Linked DNA regions of Mus musculus: region 1 is linked to region 2. A link is a contact called in public promoter capture Hi-C data. All regions are on one chromosome and are shown on one strand. The core of a region is the stretch at or near the end of the contact, and the rest is flanking DNA. Distances in the headings are between cores, read along the strand shown. Region 1 holds the start of 2410003I16Rik (a long non-coding RNA gene). Region 2 holds the start of Kcne1 (potassium voltage-gated channel, Isk-related subfamily, member 1).

Region 1 (6,054 bases), core at 97-2,596, 1.7 Mb after region 2:
AAATGACTTTATTGCCAGGGGAATTGTCCCCCATCACCTGGTCACTGCCCAGGTCACCTCCATGGTGTGTTCATCTCCACTGAAGCCTGGGGTCTAGATAGGTCTTGTCCAGCAGAAGACAAGACTCACATTAGTCCACACTTGCTTAAGGCTGGGCATGCACACTGCTTCCCGTTTCTTCAGCCACTCGGTCTACCTACTACCCAAGCTTATCAATACCACATGCACAAGACACTTTGGTATAAGAGACTCCACCCTGGCACCAGGGAAAGGCAGGCAGATTGTGAAGCTAAGCAGCCTGCAGGCACACGGGCCAGCTGGGTCCCAGCTCTGTTCCCCATTATGAATGACCTTGCATATGTGTCTTGTGCCTGTTTTGATCTTTAAAGTGAGCTTAGAAATACTGACAGACAAGGACCTGGAGAGTGCTTCGTGGGTAAACTGTCGTGCAAGCATAAAGAAAAAGCTGAGCATGGCTATGCATGCCTGTCACCCCCGGGTGGGTGGGTGCAGGGAGACAAATTCCGGAGCTCGACCAACCGGCAGCCAAGCTGGCTCAGTGAGAGACCCTCTCTCAAAAAGTAAGGTGGCTAGCAACTGAGGGGGACACTTGATATTGATCTCCACAGACAGCGCACAGGTGCACAGGCTAGCTGAGGAGCACAGACTAACTCATACATGCACATATACTAATTAAAGTCCCTCAGAGAGTCAATAGTGTGGTTCGACTTCAAGACCATTCCCTAAACAGAGTACCCCCTTGGCAGTGGGTTTTTTTTTTTTTTCCTGTCTATTTAGGTCTCCAGCTAACGAAATGAGGCCACCTACATCATGGGCATAATGCCCTCTGCTGTCTACTGTATCGATTTAACTGTGCTGGCTAGTTTTTATGTCAACTCAACACAAGCTAGAGTCACCTGAAAGGAGGGAGCCTTGATTAAGAAAGTGCCTCGGTAAGATTCAGCTACAGGGGATATCTTGATTAGTGATTGATGGGGGAGGGCCCAGCCCATTGTGGGCGGGGCCATCTCTGGGCTGATGGTCCTGGTTCTATAAGAAAGCAGGCTGAGCAAACCATGGCGAGCAAGCCAGTAAGCAGCACCCTTCCACGGCCTCTGCATTAACCCCTGCCTCCAGGTTTCTGCCTGCCCTGAGACAGAAACAAACATTCTCACAGAAACATCCAGGATAACTTTTGGACTCATATCTGGATCATGCCCAACCAAGTTGACACACAGAATGAACTGTCCCCAAGGCATGTTTGCCCATGTGACCCCAATAACGAGCTCTATGCTTGTTTGTCTTTAGGGACCGTGTGTTTAAGGAAACAATTTCTTTACTGAATGGTGCTTCATTTGGTAGACCATTCTTTGGGACTGTTGTTCCTCCCAACACCCTCTGGGAACTATGTGCAACGGCAAACAGCTGAGAAGACAAGGAGGCCCAGGCTAGGTGGCCAGGCAGGTGCCTGATGCTGCTGAGATGACAAGGAGGCCCAGGCTAGGTGGCCAGGCAGGTGCCTGATGCTGCTGAAAAGACAAGGACTCTTCCCCACCCCACCTCACCCATGTTAGGTGGCCAGGCAGGTGCCTGACACTGCTGTCCTCTGGGGAGGTGTAAAATTTCCATTAGAAAAATGCAAGGAGGCTGGCCCTGGTGGCACAAACCTTAAATCCCAGCACTCAGGATGGAGAGACCGGCAGATCTCGGAGTTTCAGGCTAGTTAGAACTACGCAGTAAGACCCCGTCTCAAAAACAAACAAACGAGCAAGAAGACGAAAAAGGAGGAGGAAGAGAACTAAGGTGAGGAGGAGAAGAAGAAAGGAAAAAGGAACGCACCAGGCAAACGGGAAGAGGGTGAGCCGGTGCAGCAGGCCCTCGAGGACTGACCACGGTGTGAGATGGATAGCAGGCAGGGTGATGGATGAAGACACCAGCCTGTAGCTAGCTTGAAGAAGGGGCAGACATATATCTGAGCTATAAATCTCAGAAGGAGAAGCAGAGATTAGGAGCGAGAAACAGGGGCTGAGCTGTGCTTTCTGAGTGAACACACTGAAGAAGGGGGAGATTTGCACCACTGCAGCAGACTTTTTTTTTTTTTTTTTTTTGTCTTTTACTCTGAAGTGCCAAGAACTGGAAGAGGAAGTATGTTGCTGCGCTGCAGAGTTGCCGTGGCAATGGGTCAGCAGCAGAAAGAAACAGGTTGGGAGAAAGGCTCCATTTCTGCGCGGGGGTAGGGGGGGTAGGGGACAAGGGGGGGCTAGAGGGGGCAGGAGACAGGATGAGGAACAGATGGGGAAAGCAGTCACTGAAGTCACAGAGGCAGCAGGAGAGTGAAGTAAAAACCAGGCTGGATCGTGGGGGAGGGACATGAGGGGGGGGGTGATGTCGGGGCGGGGGGTGCAGAAATTACACCCAAAGTCAAATGTGGTCCTCAGTTTCTGCTCGCCTCCCCCTTCCCTACCTATGCGTTTCAAGGCATCCTAGTGTGTTTTGTGAGGTTTCTTATTGCTAATCCGACATTCACCACTTTGTCTTTGACCCAGGTTCTGCCCTCAACAGACCATCTGTTAGGAAGGGACCTTAAATCTCCAAGAAAGGAAGTCTCTAGAGATAGGACATTCCATTCTGTTGGAGTTTAAATTTGGTCCCAGAGCAACAAGACCTGCTTTGGAGCCTCCAAACCTCAGGACTCCACAGTTCTCAAAAAGACAGCCGAACGGCTTCCTGGAATCCCGTGTGAGCTGTCAGCTCTGCAGCAGTGTAAAGATGCTGGAGCATCCTCCAACCGCAAGCCAAGGACCACAAAGCCTTGCGTATCACCTTGGCTTTCTTACAGTGAGTGGGTGATTGAAATGACAGACTCTCAGCCCATGTGCTTAACTGCTTGAGGTTAGACCTGGGGAGACTGGGCTAAGGGAGAGATGATGCAAACCCACTTACAAGGAGAATGGCCTTGAGTTCTGAGTGACCTTGGGGTGGGCAGCCTGGTCGTCAGAGTAAGCCAGTGGACTTTATGTCTTTTTTTTTTTCTTTTTCTTTTTTAATTGGACATTTTCTTTATTTACATTTCAGATATTATCCCCTTTCCTGGTTTCCCCTCCGGAAAAGCAACCTCCCCACTCTTCCCACTCACCAACCCACCCACTCCTGCTTCCTGGTCCTGGCATTCCCCCACACTGGGGCACAGAGCCTTCTTAGGACCAAGGGCTTCTCCTCCCACTGATATCCGACTAGGCCATCCTCTACTGCATATGCAGCTGAAGCCATGAGTCCCACCATGTGTGCTCTTTGGTTGGTGGTTAGTCCCGGGAGCTCTGGGGGTACTGGTTAGTTCATATTGTTGTTCCTCCCATGGGGCTGCAAACCCCTTCAGCTCCTTGGGTCCTTTTTCTAGCTCCTCCATTGGGGACCCTGTACTCAGTCCAATGGATGGCTATGAGCATCCACTTCTGTATTTGTGAGGCACTGGCAGAGCCTCTCAGGAGAGAGCTATATCAGGCTCCTGTCAGCAAGCACTTGTTGGCATCCACAATAGTGTCTGTTTTTGGTGGTTGTTTATGGGATGAATCCCCAGGTGGGGCAGTCTCTGGATGATCATTCATTCAGTCTCTACTCCATACTTTGTCTCTGTAACTCCTTCCATGGGTGTTTTGTTCCCCTTTCTAAGATGCATTGAAGTATCCACACTTCGGTCTTTCTTCTTCTTGAGTTTCATATGGTTTGTGAATTGTATCTTGGGTATTCCAAACTTCTGGGCTTCTTATCACCACTTATCAGTGAGTGCATATCATGTGGGTTCTTTTGTGACTGGGTTACCTCACTCACGATGATATCCTCCAGATCCATCCATTTGCCTACAAATTTCATAAATTTATTGTTTTTAATAGCCGAGTAGTACTCCATTGTGTAAACTTACCACATTTTCTGCATCCATTCCTCTGTTGAGGGACATCTGGGTTCTTTCCAGCTTCTGGCTATTATAAATAAGGCTGCTATGAACATAGTGGAGCATGTGTCCTTCTTACATGTTGGGTATATACCCAGGAGAGGTATTGCTGGGTCCTCAGGTAGTACTATGTCCAGTTTTCTGAGGAACTGCCAAACTGAGAGGACTTTGTGTCTTACAGAAAAAGCTCTCTGATCAAGGTGTGGCTGAGACTGGAGAGCATGGGTGTGGCTGAGACTGGAGAGCATGGGTGTGGCTGAGACTGGAGAGCATGGGTGTGGCTGAGACTGGAGAGCATGGGTGTGGCTGAGACTGGAGAGCATGGGAAATATCCAGGCTATGTGGCTTCAAAGGTGGCCAACTCTGGGACAAGTTGTTACTCTTGCTATCCTCCTGCTCCGGATCAAGGACAGACTGAAGAAAACCTGGGTTTTGCTTCATTATCTTTCTACACAGGACACCCCTTCTGCCTGCCGGGTCCTTCAGAAGACTCCCCGGAGTCCCCTCTCTATTCGGCTGCTTGCTGGTGAAAAGGTCAGCTTAGGAACTTTGGGAAGGTCATGGAACACTTGCCTCTACAGAAGGGAGAGGCCAATTAACATTTCTCAGACCACAGGGCGGGAACTGACCTGCGGGTGGGGACACATTCCTCAGGACGGACTGTTGTCCACCTTCAGACAAGGGAAGTCCTTGTCACCTCATTCCCTAAAGACCACTCAGTTTAAAGGGTGCACTGTTCCGCCAATCATCTTGTGCCTAGTTGCTGATGCTCTATTCTGCCCCTGGAAGCCATATAAAAACTTGCCAACTGGGTGCTGGGGTTGCCACCTCTTGTTCGGGTCTGGGTTGACCCCAGTGCACTGGAACAATAAATTCCTCTTGCTTTTTGCACCTATCCTGGCTCCGCGTGATTCACTCGGGGGTCCCCGGAAAGCTAAGGCTCCCCGGAGTCTTACACTGGCAGTGCTTGGGGCTCCTTGGTTTGCACAGCAACTCTCCTGTCTCTCTGGTCTGAGTCCAATCTCCTCTCTTCATATAAGAACAGCAGTCACATTCGCTTATGGCCACCTACATCCCCTGTGGCCTCACTTAACTTCCTATATACCCATCAAGGTCCTATTTCCAAATCAAGTCACAATCGGAGGCTCCACGTCTACATGAATTTGGGGGAAACTATTCAAGCAAACATAGCAACTGAAGGTAAAGAACAATAGAGTGGTTGGGTGGGGTGTCACGTGCCTTTAATCCCAGCACTTGGGAGGCAGAGGCAGACAGGTGGCCTGGTCTTCATTGATCTATATAGCAAATTCCCAGCCATCCAGAGCAGCATAGTGAGATCCTGCCTTAAAAAAAAAAAAAAAAAAAAAGCCATTTTAATTCCCATATCCTATTTACTTCCCAAAACTACATCGAAATGCTCTTGGCATTCTGGAAGCCTGGTCTAGCCTGGTCTCTGGTAAGGACAACATCAGCAGTATCTGTTGTGGTGGTGCCACAAGGGAGGGCCTCTCTTCAGACTCTTTCCTGGTGAGGACGCTCATTTGCATATCCCCTGTCCCCTTCAGGAGCCTTGGTTCCTGATTTAGAAGTCTGAAAGTGTCCAAGAGGCAGTGAGTTGCACCTTCAGAGCTTACCCCTGTGGGGTCAATGTGGGGACAGCCAGGTGCCATTACACACCCCTGCTAAAATCTGGATTTAAATTAACTTCAAGAGAGAAACCACACCCACTGACCCAGACTCCAGCAGTTAGGAAGGCAATCTCAGGGGGCTCTATTGGCTTTCTAGCTTCCCTCGAGATCAGCACTCACACAGAGAAAACATGACATTTGCTGACTCCCGGTGGACATCAGAACACCTGGGGTGCACTCTTAGTACCAAGAGACTTTGCACAGTCAATTCCCATCAGCCTCTCTCCCTTTATCTGCCAGAAATATGTCTGGAAACTGAAAAGGAGAGGGCCCGACCCTAGGCAGGCCTGACCTTTCTAGAGGCCTACTAAGGAATTGATCTTACCACCAAGACTGTTACCTGCACTCCAGATTAGAAGGAGAACGGCCAGGTAGGCAGGGGCCGCCATGAAAGCTTGGCTAGGGGCTGGTGAGATG
Region 2 (5,684 bases), core at 746-3,245:
CTGGCTTCCCCAGAGCTTCCCATGGGTGACAGACAGAAGGCTGCGTGTGAAGACTGGAAAGGCAAACAGGACGAAATGCTCAGAAGATTCAGGGAGGGAGGAGTATGAGAATTTCGGATAAAGAACAAATGACAGCTGAGGTATTAAAGCGAGGAGCCAGGAACTGTACTCAGCAACTCAGGTAAAACCAGGGAGCCTCAGTTTCCCCCTCTAAAGGCTCGGGATGGTGAGCTTACCCCGACTGCATAGTGCACACACCACAGGGTTGTATGCGACATCAAATAACCCTGAAATGGCCTTTGTCCCTGCTCTCTTCAAGAGCACGTGCAGGGCATATCTATGCTACAGGCCCTTCAAAGGCTAGACAGCGTGATAAAGTGTAAGAGCACTGGCTGGCAGCCCCTCATGGTGCCAGTCTCTCCCTCCCAGAGTAGGAGAAGGGTTTGCTATGTAAAGGGAGGGAACCCCTAGTGTTCAAGCCGGAACCACTGCATTTAGGGAGTAGCCTGCGCGATTATTCCTGTTAAAATTTATAGGTTTTTATTTTTATGATTTTTTTCATGATACAATCTCTTCATCTACATGGCTCACTACCTTATCTCTAAAAAGATTTAAGTGATTATTGGTGCAGTGTACTTTTGCCCGGCACCTTGACTTTCCGTAATGCTCACCCTGCAATCCTTTCCCATAGCATTGTATGTTTGTATGTAGTGTAGTTTTCTCCATTACTGTGCTTGCTGTTGGATGTTCATCTTCCCACCGAAAGGCGAGCTGCCTAAGCGGGATTTCTGCACGAGCTATTTTTCATTCTGCCCACAACAGCTGGAACAGAATCTGCATCTGGTGGGAATGCAGTAATCATTCATCAGAAGCAGGCGTGCATGCATGAATGCACGGATGCCTCCATGCATGAATGCACGGATGCCTCTGAGTTCCATCCAGCTCCCAGAATGAGTGACCACACAGGCAGCCGCTCACCCCCAGAGACACTGGTGGCATGGGCGAATCTCTCCGAGGTCCTTCAAGAGCTTATGCTTTTAAAATGACCCCTAACCCACCATCAAAGGCAGGATCTGTAGGGTGGTGCCAGGACTGTTGCCTTGCGGTGCCTTCCTCATTGACTGGAAAAACCAAACAGGGGAGGAAGGCAGAAGTGTTGGGCCTCAGTCAAGTTCACATTGTATCCAAGAATCAGAGCAGCATGGTGAACCTAGCAAAGGCCCCATCGGGGACCACAAATGGCAGCTACAATTGGTTACAGTCTTACTCTGTGGAGGTAGACATTACTTCCTGTGCTGAAGTGAGCTATCAGTCCACACAGAGACAGCCCAGGGAGCGGGATGCATTAGACGACCCAAAGGGCCCTCCCTCCCCTAATTGCTCTTTACCTCAGTGGCGCTGCAGTAGGGATTGGAGATTAGGCACACACCATAGCTGTCACCTGGTTTCTTCTAGAAGCTTCCCATTCCCGCATTACTGCAACCATTATCAGATATCAACCATGTTTTCTACATCCCGTGCCTTTCCCACAGCAAATAAATAAATAAATAACAAAAAAATTTAAAAATCCAAAACTCAAAGAACCTTCCTGATCAAAATAATTAAATAAATAATTAAACGATAAAAATAAAATCAGGTTCTTTGTGGCTGGTGTGCTTCAAGTAATGCTGAGTTGGGGGTGGGGGATCTCTTTAAGGCTGAGGACTGGGGTTGGCGGTTTTAATTTTCATTTGATGCTTTTAGATATTTTCCAAATTTTCTCTGAGAATGCCACTGAGTTACTAATAAAAGCAGAATGTTTTCCTGTAACTTTCCTGTAAGTGAAGACAGGCAGAGAGGGGACTGGCTACAAGTTAAATCCCTGCGCCCCCCCACCCCCCATGCTGTGTGCCTGCCTGTAGGCCAAGACTGGTCCTAGCAGGGTACCTGTTGCAGAGGCAGGAGCCCCTGACTTACCTGGGTCTAGAAGCCAAGGGAACCTGGTGTGTGCAGCGGGAGCCTTGATGTGTGTGCCTGTGAGCCGGGGTCTAGGACCGACAAGCCCAGAGGCACTCAAGCGATGTTGCTTTGGGTGGGCGGAGCCTCACAGAGCCCTGGGGCTTCCAGCCAGGTTGGCTCGCTATCTGCCAGCCTAGGTCTCTGAAGTTACCCAGCCCACCCTGCACCCTGCACCCTGCACGCTGCACTCAGCCCCAAGGGCCGGAAACACTTTGACTCCAGCAGGTGGGCTTAGGGCTGGCAGGCAGTCTGTGGGAGAATAAGGAAGACAGACCAGGGCAGCACCGGACAAACACCCTATTAAATAGCTCCAAACACGTGCACCTCAGAGATGGCTCAGAACCTCTCCAGATCCCTTTATCTTAACACCCTGCTGGACCCCTGTGGCTCCTCGGCTATTCTACAAGGCTACCTTGAGCATCTACTTACTGGGTGCCTGGTCCTGGATGGACGGTGCAGAGGTAGCTAAATGGTCGAGGCTCTGCTGTGGGCAGTCAGTTGCTGGAGGAACTTCAGCCCTGGCGCCACCTCTGAAGTTCCCAGGCAAGTATGAACCGGCCTTTCTCTCCCAGCAGGAGCAAGCTCTGAAGTTGCTCAGGTGACTTCCTGGTCAGTTTCATAGCGTTGCCCACCCGCCTGACAGGTGTGAGTCAACAGGGGCAGCTCCGGTGGAAGGGCTTGGCTAGGCTGGCAGATGAGATACAGAGGCAGGCTTCTGACCTACAGCGAAAGGACACAGCCAAGGGTAACTGCTCCCCCCCCCCCGCCGCCACCCCCCCCCCCGTGGTCTTCCTCATCTGATCACTTCTAAGGACCACAGCCCCTATGGGCTCCTGGGGACAACTGGCTACAACTGAAGGCCCTCCCACGGGCTTACCTGCAACATTCCAAGATAATACTCCTGTTGACAAAGGCAGATGGGGAGCTGTGGCCATGTGGGTGGCAGAATCCAGGTACTGAGCCACAGTGGAGAGCACTAGACTGCCTCCAGCGTGTAATGTTATTCTGAGAAATCTATTCCAAAGAGAGGCACTGGGTTTAGAGAAGTCTTAAGGATATAAAGGTTCTTCATAGTTTTATTTATAATAATTAAAATCTTGATGCCTAAAGCCAAATAAATAAATAAATACAATTAATAATTAAACTAGGGCTTGTATGATACAAAGTTATTTCTCAATGAAATATCCAATGAAGCCACTAGCAAAATGTCGCCTAGTGGGTTGGTTATAATGTGGATTTCATCTGTCTCTTTGTTGAGACAGTCTCACTATGTTACTCTGACTGTTCTGGAACACTCTGTGTAGACCAGGCTGGCCTCAAGTTCACAGATACCTGTGTCTCCCTCTGAAGTGCTAAGATTTAAGTCATGCGGTATCACACCTGGCTCCACATCTTGTATCTTACAGTGCTACATGAGAAAGGCAGGCCTAGTAGCCGGGCAGTGGTGGCACACACCTTTAATCCCAGCATTTGGGAGGCAGAGGCAGGCGGATTTCTGGGTTCGAGGCCAGCCTGGTCTACAAAGTTCAGGGCAGCCAGGGCTATACAGAGAAACCCTGTCTCGAAAAACGAGAGAGAGAGAGAGAGAGAGAGAGAGAGAGAGAGAGAGAGAGAGAGAGAGAGAGGCAGGCAGGCCTAGATTTACAAAGAGCGAGACATTGTTTCAAAGGGAAGCAAGGAAACAACACCCGAGATCAGCATTGGCTGCTGGGGGTCACCCAAGATGGATTTCGTGGTTCAGCTCTATACCTTCCACAACCGTTCCTACTCCAGAGAAAATAAAATCCATCAACTCGGCCTGAACATCCCTAGTTCTTTCTCCTCTGTGCTGTGCTATGTGGGTGTGGTGTCCTTCTGTCCATCTTTCCAAAGCCAGAGTCCAGCAGATGGGGAAAGGGGATGAGGGATGGAAACAGTGTGTTTATCCTGCCAAGCACTTACGTGTGGTCCTTCCACACACACACACAATCCAGACTGGACCAGCTGCCTGGATCAGTCTATCAGGGCATGGGATAACGCCTCCCTCCTGTCCCTGGGCATTGTGAATGGGAGCCGTTCCAGAAAGGTAGTGTTGCTCTCGGCAGTGTTCTCAGCTCTCTTCCTGGTTCTCTCTGCTCCCCACAGAATGAGTTGTTTATTATTGCACGGCTGCTCTTGGCATCCCATCTGTCATTGTGAGGAGTCCTCCACCCTTGGTGAACCGGGACCTGTGAGGTACGCTCTACCCCTGGTGAGCTGGGACAGCCTCCCCCATCTTTTTCTCTTTTCCCTTCACCCTTTCATTCTTACCCCTTCTTCTCTTTGGTACAATGGTTATGACCCCATACCCTTCAAATGACCTTGTACCAGAGCCCCTTCCTCCTCCTCCTTTCTCCCTGATCCTTTACTAAAGTCATGACAGATATGGTCCCTGTCCTCGCAGTAGGGTTAGCGTCATCTTCCAGAAGTCCCTACTTCAGTGAGTGTGACATCCGCAAACCAACCACTTCCCATCACCTCTTAGATCTAGGCGTTCTGCTTTCTCCCGGCTCCGCTCGTTCTCCGATGCTAAGAGAGTTAGCATAAGTCTTCAGTGTATACACATGGCACTTGGTCATTCCCTGTGGTTGCTGTTCAACTGGTGTCCTTCCTGTATCAGGCTGGGCATTCTCTGTCCTTTGGCCTCTCCATTGTTGTCCAGGTTAGGTAGCTTTGCATTACCTCAGCGAACACCTGAGAGAATTACCTCCCAAGAGAAAAGGTTCTCTCTATGCTGGGTCAGACCCATCGCTGTGGGCCTGTGTGGCGGGACAATGTGTCATGGCTGAACAAAGCCAGTATCTGGAAGCCAGGAAACAAAAAGGGCAGAGAGGGAGTTGGAATGCCTCTGGCCCTTGAAAAGACATTCTCCAAATGTCTTAAAAGGCTCCACATCTTTTTTTTTTCTTTTATGTTTTTTCTTTTCTTTTCCTTTTTTTCCCCCACTCTTGGCTGTCAGTAGCACCAAGCTGAGGACCAGACTTTGAATGCCTTTGGGGGAACATTTACAGCCCAAACCATAAAGCTGGGAGATAGTTCAGAGGATAACATGCCTGCCTTGATTGCATGGGGACCTCTGTTTGACCCCCTAGAATCCAAGTCCCTATCCTAGGGCAGAGAGGCAGAGGCAGGAGGATACCCGAAGCTTGCAGCCTACCTCAGTTGATGGGCTCCAGGTCAGTGAGAGGCGGTATCAAAAAAGGCCGACAGCACCTGGGGACCAGCACTGGCTACAGTCCTCTGTCCTCCATTTGTATACACATATGCCCAGGTGCTGCACACAAATGTGCAGTCCTCATGTATGTGCATGCACACATATACACACGCATGAGCGTGCACAGAGATCATAACATTGCCTGTGACCCTTTTATCCCAGGGCTCCTATTGCCTCTCGGGACAACTGTCATTTCCCTGAGAATTTCTGGGTTTTCTGGGAGGAACACAGCTGTAGCACACTAACAACATGAGTGCTCCCTCACCAGGCTGAGGAAGGATTGCGGATGGGGATTCAAGGCCCTTTGTGAATCCCCTGGAAGATGGAAGAGGGCCTCTGGGCCATCTGCTTCACCCTCTCTCTCAGGAGCATTGTCAGCCCATATCCATGGCCTGACCCACACGTCATCTCTGGTGACCTCTGTGTGCTCTCCAGTTTCTACAACCCTCCCCTT

Evidence for each region. Promoter capture Hi-C pulls out the DNA fragments that hold promoters and counts their contacts.
Region 1: a promoter capture Hi-C map of liver shows a contact between it and region 2, with 2.8 times the contacts expected there. The contact joins the promoter of 2410003I16Rik here to the promoter of Kcne1 in region 2. A contact is called at or near these places in 5 of 39 promoter capture datasets (hematopoietic stem and progenitor cells, liver, pre-B cells and 1 more).

The regions. Positions count from the first base shown.
Region 1 is chr16:94,009,309-94,015,362 of GRCm38.p6, forward strand. It overlaps 2410003I16Rik (a long non-coding RNA gene), which reads left to right and starts at 1,347. Exons shown (of 4, transcript XR_003951876.1): 1 at 1,347-1,803; 2 at 2,125-2,202; 3 at 2,547-5,149.
Region 2 is chr16:92,356,879-92,362,562 of GRCm38.p6, forward strand. Kcne1 (potassium voltage-gated channel, Isk-related subfamily, member 1) reads right to left here and starts at 1,996. Exons shown (of 2, transcript NM_001362456.1): 1 at 1,957-1,996. Gm30163 (a long non-coding RNA gene) reads left to right here and starts at 126. Exons shown (of 3, transcript XR_876259.2): 1 at 126-181; 2 at 4,123-4,212.